Linked DNA regions of Mus musculus: region 2 is linked to region 1. The links are chromatin contacts, called in public targeted proximity ligation maps. All regions are on one chromosome and are shown on one strand. The core of a region is the stretch at or near the end of the contact, and the rest is flanking DNA. Distances in the headings are between cores, read along the strand shown.

Region 1 (3,774 bases), core at 507-3,006:
GACCCTCACAAGTCCCATGGCCTCCACATGATCATGCACACTAAGTAAAAGGAAAAAAAAAACATGACTGGCTCTTGAGTTTTATTTTTTGAAATGTGTTTTGGCCTGATCCTCACTTGGTATCTCTGGGTGGCCTGGAACTTACTGAGTTCACCGTAGGGAGTGTGCTGGGAAGGGAGTAGATTTGGAGGGGGGGGGCTGTTAAGCCAATTGACAGTGTGTTTGTGATGTCTAGTGGGTTTGAGGAGGGGCAGAGAAAGAGAGAGAGAGAGAGAGAGAGAGAGAGAGAGGAATGTTAGTAGCCAAGTCTCTGCTTTGCCTGTCTTTACATGTCCATGCCTGTCTGAATTTCTACCTACATTTCTCTCCACCCTGGTGTGTCCATTACATCTGTGTCTGTTCTCTGTCACTCCCTTCTGTTGTCTCCCTCCCCCCATCGCCTGTACCCTGTGTGGTAACTGGACCTGGACACAGCCCCCAGGGCTGGCAGCAGACTTGGCTGATATTTTTAGCCTGCAAACATGTTTGCCATTTCAGAGGACAGGGCAGGGCTGGTCTCAGCCCCAGCCCACTCATGATCTTGGAGCGAAGGTGCTCCTGCCTCAGGCCAAGGTCTCAGTTCTCCAGCTTGAGGCCTCTTGGGGCATTTGGGAAGGAAGGGAAACTGGAGTGGGCAGCTGGGTAGCCACCTGCCAGAGAGGGTAGAACTCAATAGGGAAGGAGAAAAAGGGAGGTGCGGAGGGGGGATGCAGCCAGAACATCTCTGCAACCCCATCATTAAGCATTTAATAAAATCCACATAGAGTTAGAAGTGGCTGTGGGAAATGGCTGTAAATTGGGGAGCGGAGCAACTTGCAAATGGAAATATGGGGGAGGAGCTGTGAGAGGCGCAGAAGGCCTGGGAATGCAAAGAAAGTGCTGGATCTTGGGTTCCTCAAGCTTACTGGGGCATAGTGGTTCATGCCTTTAGTCCCAGGGTGGCAGAGGCAGGGGAATCTGTAAGGCTGTCAGTTCTAGCCAGTTCTGTGATGGCCGGGCTACACAGTCTGTGCTCCCTCCCCCAAATAAAATACCCAAAAGGCATGGGGGACAGAGTTTACAGGAGAGAGTGAGTTGTTCCATGGTGCGTCCAACAGCTGCAGGCCTGACTGGTGTCGCTGCAATGAAGAACAGCACCGTGGTGTGGTGCATAGGTGACTCCATTCCTAGGGGTCGGATCTAAGTCTTAGAGTCAGTGTGTTTTGTAGAAGAGGAGAGAGCCTGAAGGCGAGGAACGGGGCGAGGCTGCAAGAAGCCTGGGAACTGGGAGAGGAGGCTGGGGCCTGGGATTAATGTATCTGAGCTTGAGAGAAAGCTCAAAGGTCTGTGTGGAGGCTGGAGGTCGAGGTTGAATCATCTGAGCTTCTTGGCTCTTCTGCAGACTAGGTTGACTCTGGATTCCGACTGTGAATCTGTGCCCCTGCGTGCTTCCAGGAATTTCTTGCCGGTGAACACACACACACTGTTTAAAATGGGGTGGGAAGATCCAGAGCCGGGACAGGAGCAATAGATGGGATAGGGGAGGGGAAAAGGCGACGCCTCCTCGTCCCTGAGCCCCCTCAACCTTCTCCCTTCACCGGCCCATTCCAGGGTGGCTTCAGTGTTAGTCGTGCTCTCGGGTCCTTGCCCTATTCGGGCCCCGCCCGGCCCCGCCCTCTCCCCACAGCTCCGGGCAGACCCGCCCGAGTTACAAGAGCCGCCTCCGCGCACGGGGGCCCGGCCACTTGGAGCAGCTCTGCCGCGGGGACTGCACTGTCCGCCCTGCCAGACCCGCCCCGACTGGGGCTCGCCGTCGCCAGCAGTCAGCACTGCGACCTCGGGCCCTTCGCCGGCTATGGCTGCGTCCTGGGGCTGAGCCCGCAGGTAGGGAAGCGGAGCGCTGGGCGGTAAGGTGTGGGGCCAGGGTTCGGGCGACCAGGGGAGAGAGGGACTCGGACAAGGTGCATTTGCGGTAGTGTCACTACGAGGGTTCCGACTGTTGGGAGCAAACCTGGCCGCTTGCGGCCGCCGGGGCAGGCGACGCGTCACGCTTCGGGAGTAAAGCTCTTTCTCCGGAGTTGGGGCCAAGTTTAACTAAGTTAGAAAATCGCTTCGAAGTGTGCTTTGCTGCGCTTTTAGTTTTTTCCCGCGGATGTATTGTCGTTCCAACTGCAGTGCAGGGCGTTCCTGATCTGGTGGTCCCTGACCGATTCCATCTCTTTGGGGCGGCGGCTCAGAGCGCTACTTGGTTCCTATACCATGTTTACTGGAGAAGTTTCCAAGAGCCCCATCGCCCCTCCCGCGCCCCTGCACCGCGTGCCCCCTCTGCTGTCTTTCGCGGCTCCCCACACCTCCATCTCGAACTTCGCGTCCGGATTCCCCTCGGCCCCACCCTGCTCTGTACCACCAGCCTCTCCCTTTCTGGCTCCTAGCGGCGACTTTAACAGCTCCCCTTCAACTGCCCCGCCCTAGTCTTGCCCCTCTGTGTTTCCAGATCCAGAAAACTCCCTTCTTTCTCCAGGGCGTCGGAGCCTGGAAGTTTGCAGCGTGCCTCCCTGTGGGATGGGTGGGAGTGGGAGGGGGGGTGGGGGACATAATTAGGGAGATTCCTGCGCTGGGTGGGCGGGGAGGGGGCTGTGCAATCGACACAGTCCCCAGAACCTCCCTTGCTCCTTCTAGGGGCGGTGCTTTCTCCCCACCCCACCCCACTCCCAAACTCGTCCGGGCGGGATGGCCCCCGCCCCAGCGCCTGGCTGGATTCCAGCAGCCTGAGGAATGTAGTGGTTGGAGCCGGTGACTAATTCAAACCAGAATTCGGGGGTGGGGGTGGGGGTGAGGGGCAAAGCGGAGGGGGAAAGAGGCCGTGTGTAGGCGGTGGGGGCCGGAGCGCAGGGCGTAGGTGAAGGACTTCCCTGCTCTCCTTTGGAACCCTTCACTTTTGCAGTGCGCGCCAGCGGAGAGGGCGGGGGGCAAGATCCTACTGTGGGGTTGGAAAGGCAACATGCTTAGGGTGTGTGCAGAGAGCTGTGTTATGTAAGGCTTTCCCATGCAGGGAGGGGATGTGCAGTGTGCGGGAGCCTGGGCCTCCTCTGGCTGGAGCCCCTTTCAGTGCCGAGGCAGATTTGGGGGACGCAGAACCTTGGTGGCGTTGGGTTGACATCAGGGCTAGCTGTACATGGCGATGAGCACTGAAGACTCTTGGGGTGACCCGGGGATATCCTACAAGTCAAATGGAGTGGAGCCTTGACAACGTAGTGTCCCTGGTATGTGTGTGTGTGTGTGTGTGTGTGTGTGTGTGTGTGTGTGTGTGCTTGCCTGCTCACTCTATTGTCACTTCTGCACAATGTGACCACAGAAGATTGTGCGCATGATGTCTGGGTTGGCACCCTGGTTTGGCAGGGTGTGGCCCTAGGCTGTCTCTGAGGACACACGTGTCCAGGGGTACTTGTCTCAATGTCCCTGTTCTGTGGAGGGGATTTGCAGAAAAGCTTCTGGAGGTAGTTGGGGGGATGGGGGTGGGGGATCCTTGGAAAGTGACCTGGAATTCCCAGGAGAAAAAGGACTCCCAACAAATGGTTTTGAAACAGTTTGCCCTTAAACTTTAGCAATGGCAGGAACCATCTTACTGTACCTAACGTATACTAGATGGGATGAATTCACAAGATCCAATGATTCATGTCCTCATATCAATGATACTGTCCTCATAGGTGACTGGGAGAGGGGAGGGCACACAGGAAGATGCTATGGGCAATGTGG
Region 2 (3,774 bases), core at 915-3,414, 930 kb after region 1:
CGTGGGCTCGCAGTCCCTCTGGAACCATGAGCCCAAAGTAAACCCTTTCTTGCTTAAGATGCCTTTAGTAGTGATAATTTATCGTAGCAACAGAAAACTGACTAATCACTAAGGAATCTTTTGAGGTAACTTTCTATTCCTTTGCTTTTTTGTTTTTTTAAGCATCTTCTGTCTGTCAATCAGAACTATGTTTCAGTATTTCTCAACCATTCAGAATCTTCTCCCAATGGAGTCCAGAGATGAATAACTATGTCTCTGTTTAAAGTTAATTCACTGTGGCCATTATCATTCTAAATAGAATTCAGTAAGCTTTGCCCATTTCTTTAGAAAGACTCCTTATTTTTTTATGCATAAAATTATCTAGGATTCCAAACAGAAGATGTCTACACGTGGAGCCAGAAGATCCCACAATTCTCTATCTGGTATTTTGGTCACAGTGACACAGAAATTAACTAACAACAAAATTTACTTTGAGAGAGATGCTGTCATTGCTAAGATAAGCCAGATCATGTTGTCCTTAAGCCTTTGACCCCCCTCTGAAGAATGGACATGAGTTTATAAATGTGAATTAGAAAAGGCCCTAGAATGGGCAAGGGGTGTGGCTTAGTTGGTCAAATGCTACCTTATCATACATGAAGTCCAAGGTTTAATCCTAGCACCAAACACAATGGGTATGATGGCGGGAGGGTGGGGAGACAGAGAGAGAGAGAGAGAGAGAGAGAGAGAGAGAGAGAGAGAGAGAGAGAAGAAACACCCTAGACTGCCATAAAGCAAACCTCGTTGAGCCATTCTGCTGAGAGTTTGGAATCCCAGAGTGCTAAGGGAAATGCATGTAATGAAGACCATGTTCGTGGGGTTTCATATTCGAACAAGGTCTATTGGGAACTGAACCAGAGCCATTAATATTACTGTAAAAGAATATGGCTCCATTCTGTTTGTGTCCTGAAAATTTGAGTAAGACTGAGTTCAAAAAGGGAAGGACTAGCCGTGCGGTGGTGGTCAATGCCTTGAGCAGAGGCAGGTGGATCTGAGAGTTCAAGGTCAGCCTAGTCTACACAGCAAGTCCTAAGATAACCAGATCTGTTATACAGAGAAACCCTGTCTCAAAAAAAAAAAAAACAAAAACAAAAACAAAGAAAAGTAATGGACTAAATTATTTGGCAGAGGAAATTTCAAGGCAGCACAGCATTGCAGTACAACAGTCTTTAATCAGTTTTACAGTGAAAATTGGGAGCAAACACGGAGCATGTGAATTTCAAAAATGTACAATTTGGCTAAGAAGGAAGTATGTATGAGGATAAAGTTTCAGACAAAGCCAAGTGCAGACAAATGGTTGTACTTATCACGGGGATCAGCACCAGGAAAGAGAAGCCTCCCACTTTGCACTGGGACAAGAAAGGGACCACGAGCAGAACAATATCAACTACCTGGATACATATGTAGCAGAGGATGGCCTTATCTGGCATCAGTGGGAGGGGAGGCCCTTGGTCCTGTGGAGGCTTGATGCCCCAGTGTATGGGGATGCTAGAGAGGTGAGGCAGGAGTGGGTGAGTAGGTGGAAGAGCACCCTCATAGAGGCAAAGGGGAGCGGGGAGAGGGGGATAGCATAGGGGATGTGGAGGGGGATATCATTTGAAATATAAACAAATAAAATTATTTTTAAAAAAAAGTTCCAGAAACTGAAATAGGCGTCAGAAAGTCTTTACGAAGAGATCCCCAGGTTGTCTACTCTATTGGGGCTACTTAGGGGAGTGTTTGTTGGACCCCTCGGTTTAGCAAGGCAAACACTCAGGATCCACAACCACTGTGGCCCAAGAAAGGTAGCTACTCTGGCAGGATGACCCGCTGGTGCCTCCAAGGTTCTTGTTTTGCAGAACTCAAGTGTGGTGCTATCATAGAAATGCAATTCCCAGAGAAACACCTGTGAGACCCTGTGTGGAGCAGGAAGCCCCTGAGTGGGCTATGCATGACACTTTGAAAACAAAATCTGTTGCAGTGACAACCTCTGTGTGCCTAAATGCTAGGAATGTGAGCTAGCTGCTCAAAAGCAAAACATAAACCAACAGCCTTCAATGCCGTTGACCTGAGAGAAGCAGATGGCAGGCCCAGGGAGGTAAGGCTGCTTAACCCTACAAAGCTTATGTAAACACTTGCTCCAAAGCCCTTGAGCTGCAGGGGGCACCGTTTCTCTTGTTGGGTTCAGCACTGCTTGGGCCCAGTTTTCCATTGCTAACCTCCTATCTCCGCCTTTCAGCATCAGGATTCTTACTCTACCACTGGCTGTTGGACTGAGCATAATCCCTGAGAGAACATTCTAGACCACCATGACTGTAAAGCCGATGACAAGAAGCAGCTCTTAGGAGTTGTCCTCTGTCAGTCACGTGTGCACACACAGGCACACAGAAAACTAAATATTTTTAAAACTAAAGCATTCAAGTGTTTAGGCGTCCTTTTGTTTTGTTTTGTTTTGTTTTGTTTTGTTTTTTTAACTGATACTTCCAGCTGTTTATTCTAGAATAATTTGTGGTTGGCATTCTCTTTATTTTACTGTTTTTCCTTTTGCTTATGAATGAAGAATTCAATAGAAGTCACCCATGTAGCAGTGAATAATTCTTCAAACATACTCAGGGCAAAGTTGTGGTAAAAACACTAAGATGTTCCCAGCTTAAGGCAATGCAAACCCTATCATCCAGAAAGCGGCCGTTCCTGTGCTGAGTCAGCTCCAGAGAAACTGAGACCTGAAAGCTGAGAACAGAGGGAAGGCAGTCTGAGGTCATCACGCGTCCACAAACATATATCGAGTTACCCAGTGAATACTGTGGGTACCATTTGCAGTACCACGAGAAAAGGAGAAATGAGGAAAGTAACAGGATTGAGGGCCATTGGGAAAAGGCCCAGAAAAGATGGCTGGGGACATGTCGAGCTATAGCCTAAACAGCTCCAAGATAAGAAAGCACAAAAAAACCAAAGCAATCCAGCTGCAAGAAAGGAGAAAGATCAATTAAAAGAAAGATAAAAGGACTCTACGAGGGGTGACCCCATCTGACTTCTGGTAGAAAGAGACAGTCCTAGCAGTTTCCAATATTGAGGGAACCAAAATGGAAAGAGTTGGGAAAAAGGGAAGCCCCTCTAGCCAGAGCTCATAAATCCTAAATGTTATCCAAACAGGAAAAGGAGGGAGCAAAGCATGGGAAAAGATGGTTCCTAAAATCTGCTTTTTACAGATCCGAGATAGCCAGAGGGCTTGCGTGTCAAGAAGGTCCACGCCACATACCCTGAGTTAAAAGCTGCCCTGGCCTCTCCCAAAGCCACCTTTTGCCTCATTTACAGTAGAATTCCTCATTTCTCCTATCTAAAATTTGGGGGGTTTATACTAAAGATACTGTCACTTTCTTCAGAGACAGAGTCTTACTATATATAGCTCAGGCTGACCTTGAACTTGCTTGCTCTCCACCTTGGCTTCCAGAGTGCTGGGATTGCATGCACACCACACCATGCTCAAAGGTATTGTCGCTGATGTGAGAATGAGCAAGCAGGGCCTCTCTGGAGCCCAGTTCTGTTCAATGCCTGTAGGCTTGTTTCTGTGGCAGATATCCCACTTTTCTGGCATTTCTAGCACCCAGGAGGTTGCCATGGCAACTTAGATTTTCAAAGCTTCAGGACTTGCCAGCTCAGGGACGATCTGATACACATTGGTTTGGTTAAGTTAGGTTTGGCTTGTTTGTGGGGTTTTTTTGTTTTGTTTTGTTTGTTTTTTGTTTGTTTGTTTTGACA

Evidence for each region.
Region 2: a contact with region 1 is called in a targeted proximity ligation map of bone marrow-derived macrophages, with 4 times the contacts expected there. A contact is called at or near these places in 1 of 39 promoter capture datasets (the 3T3-L1 cell line) and 4 of 130 datasets of targeted methods (the NIH/3T3 cell line, bone marrow-derived macrophages, embryonic stem cells and 1 more).

The regions. Positions count from the first base shown.
Region 1 is chr19:8,987,528-8,991,301 of GRCm38.p6, forward strand. It overlaps Ahnak (AHNAK nucleoprotein (desmoyokin)), which reads left to right and starts at 1,757. Exons shown (of 5, transcript NM_009643.2): 1 at 1,757-1,902.
Region 2 is chr19:9,918,862-9,922,635 of GRCm38.p6, forward strand. No RefSeq gene overlaps it. Among named protein-coding and RNA genes, the nearest start is that of Gm50340, 21 kb to the left of the region's middle.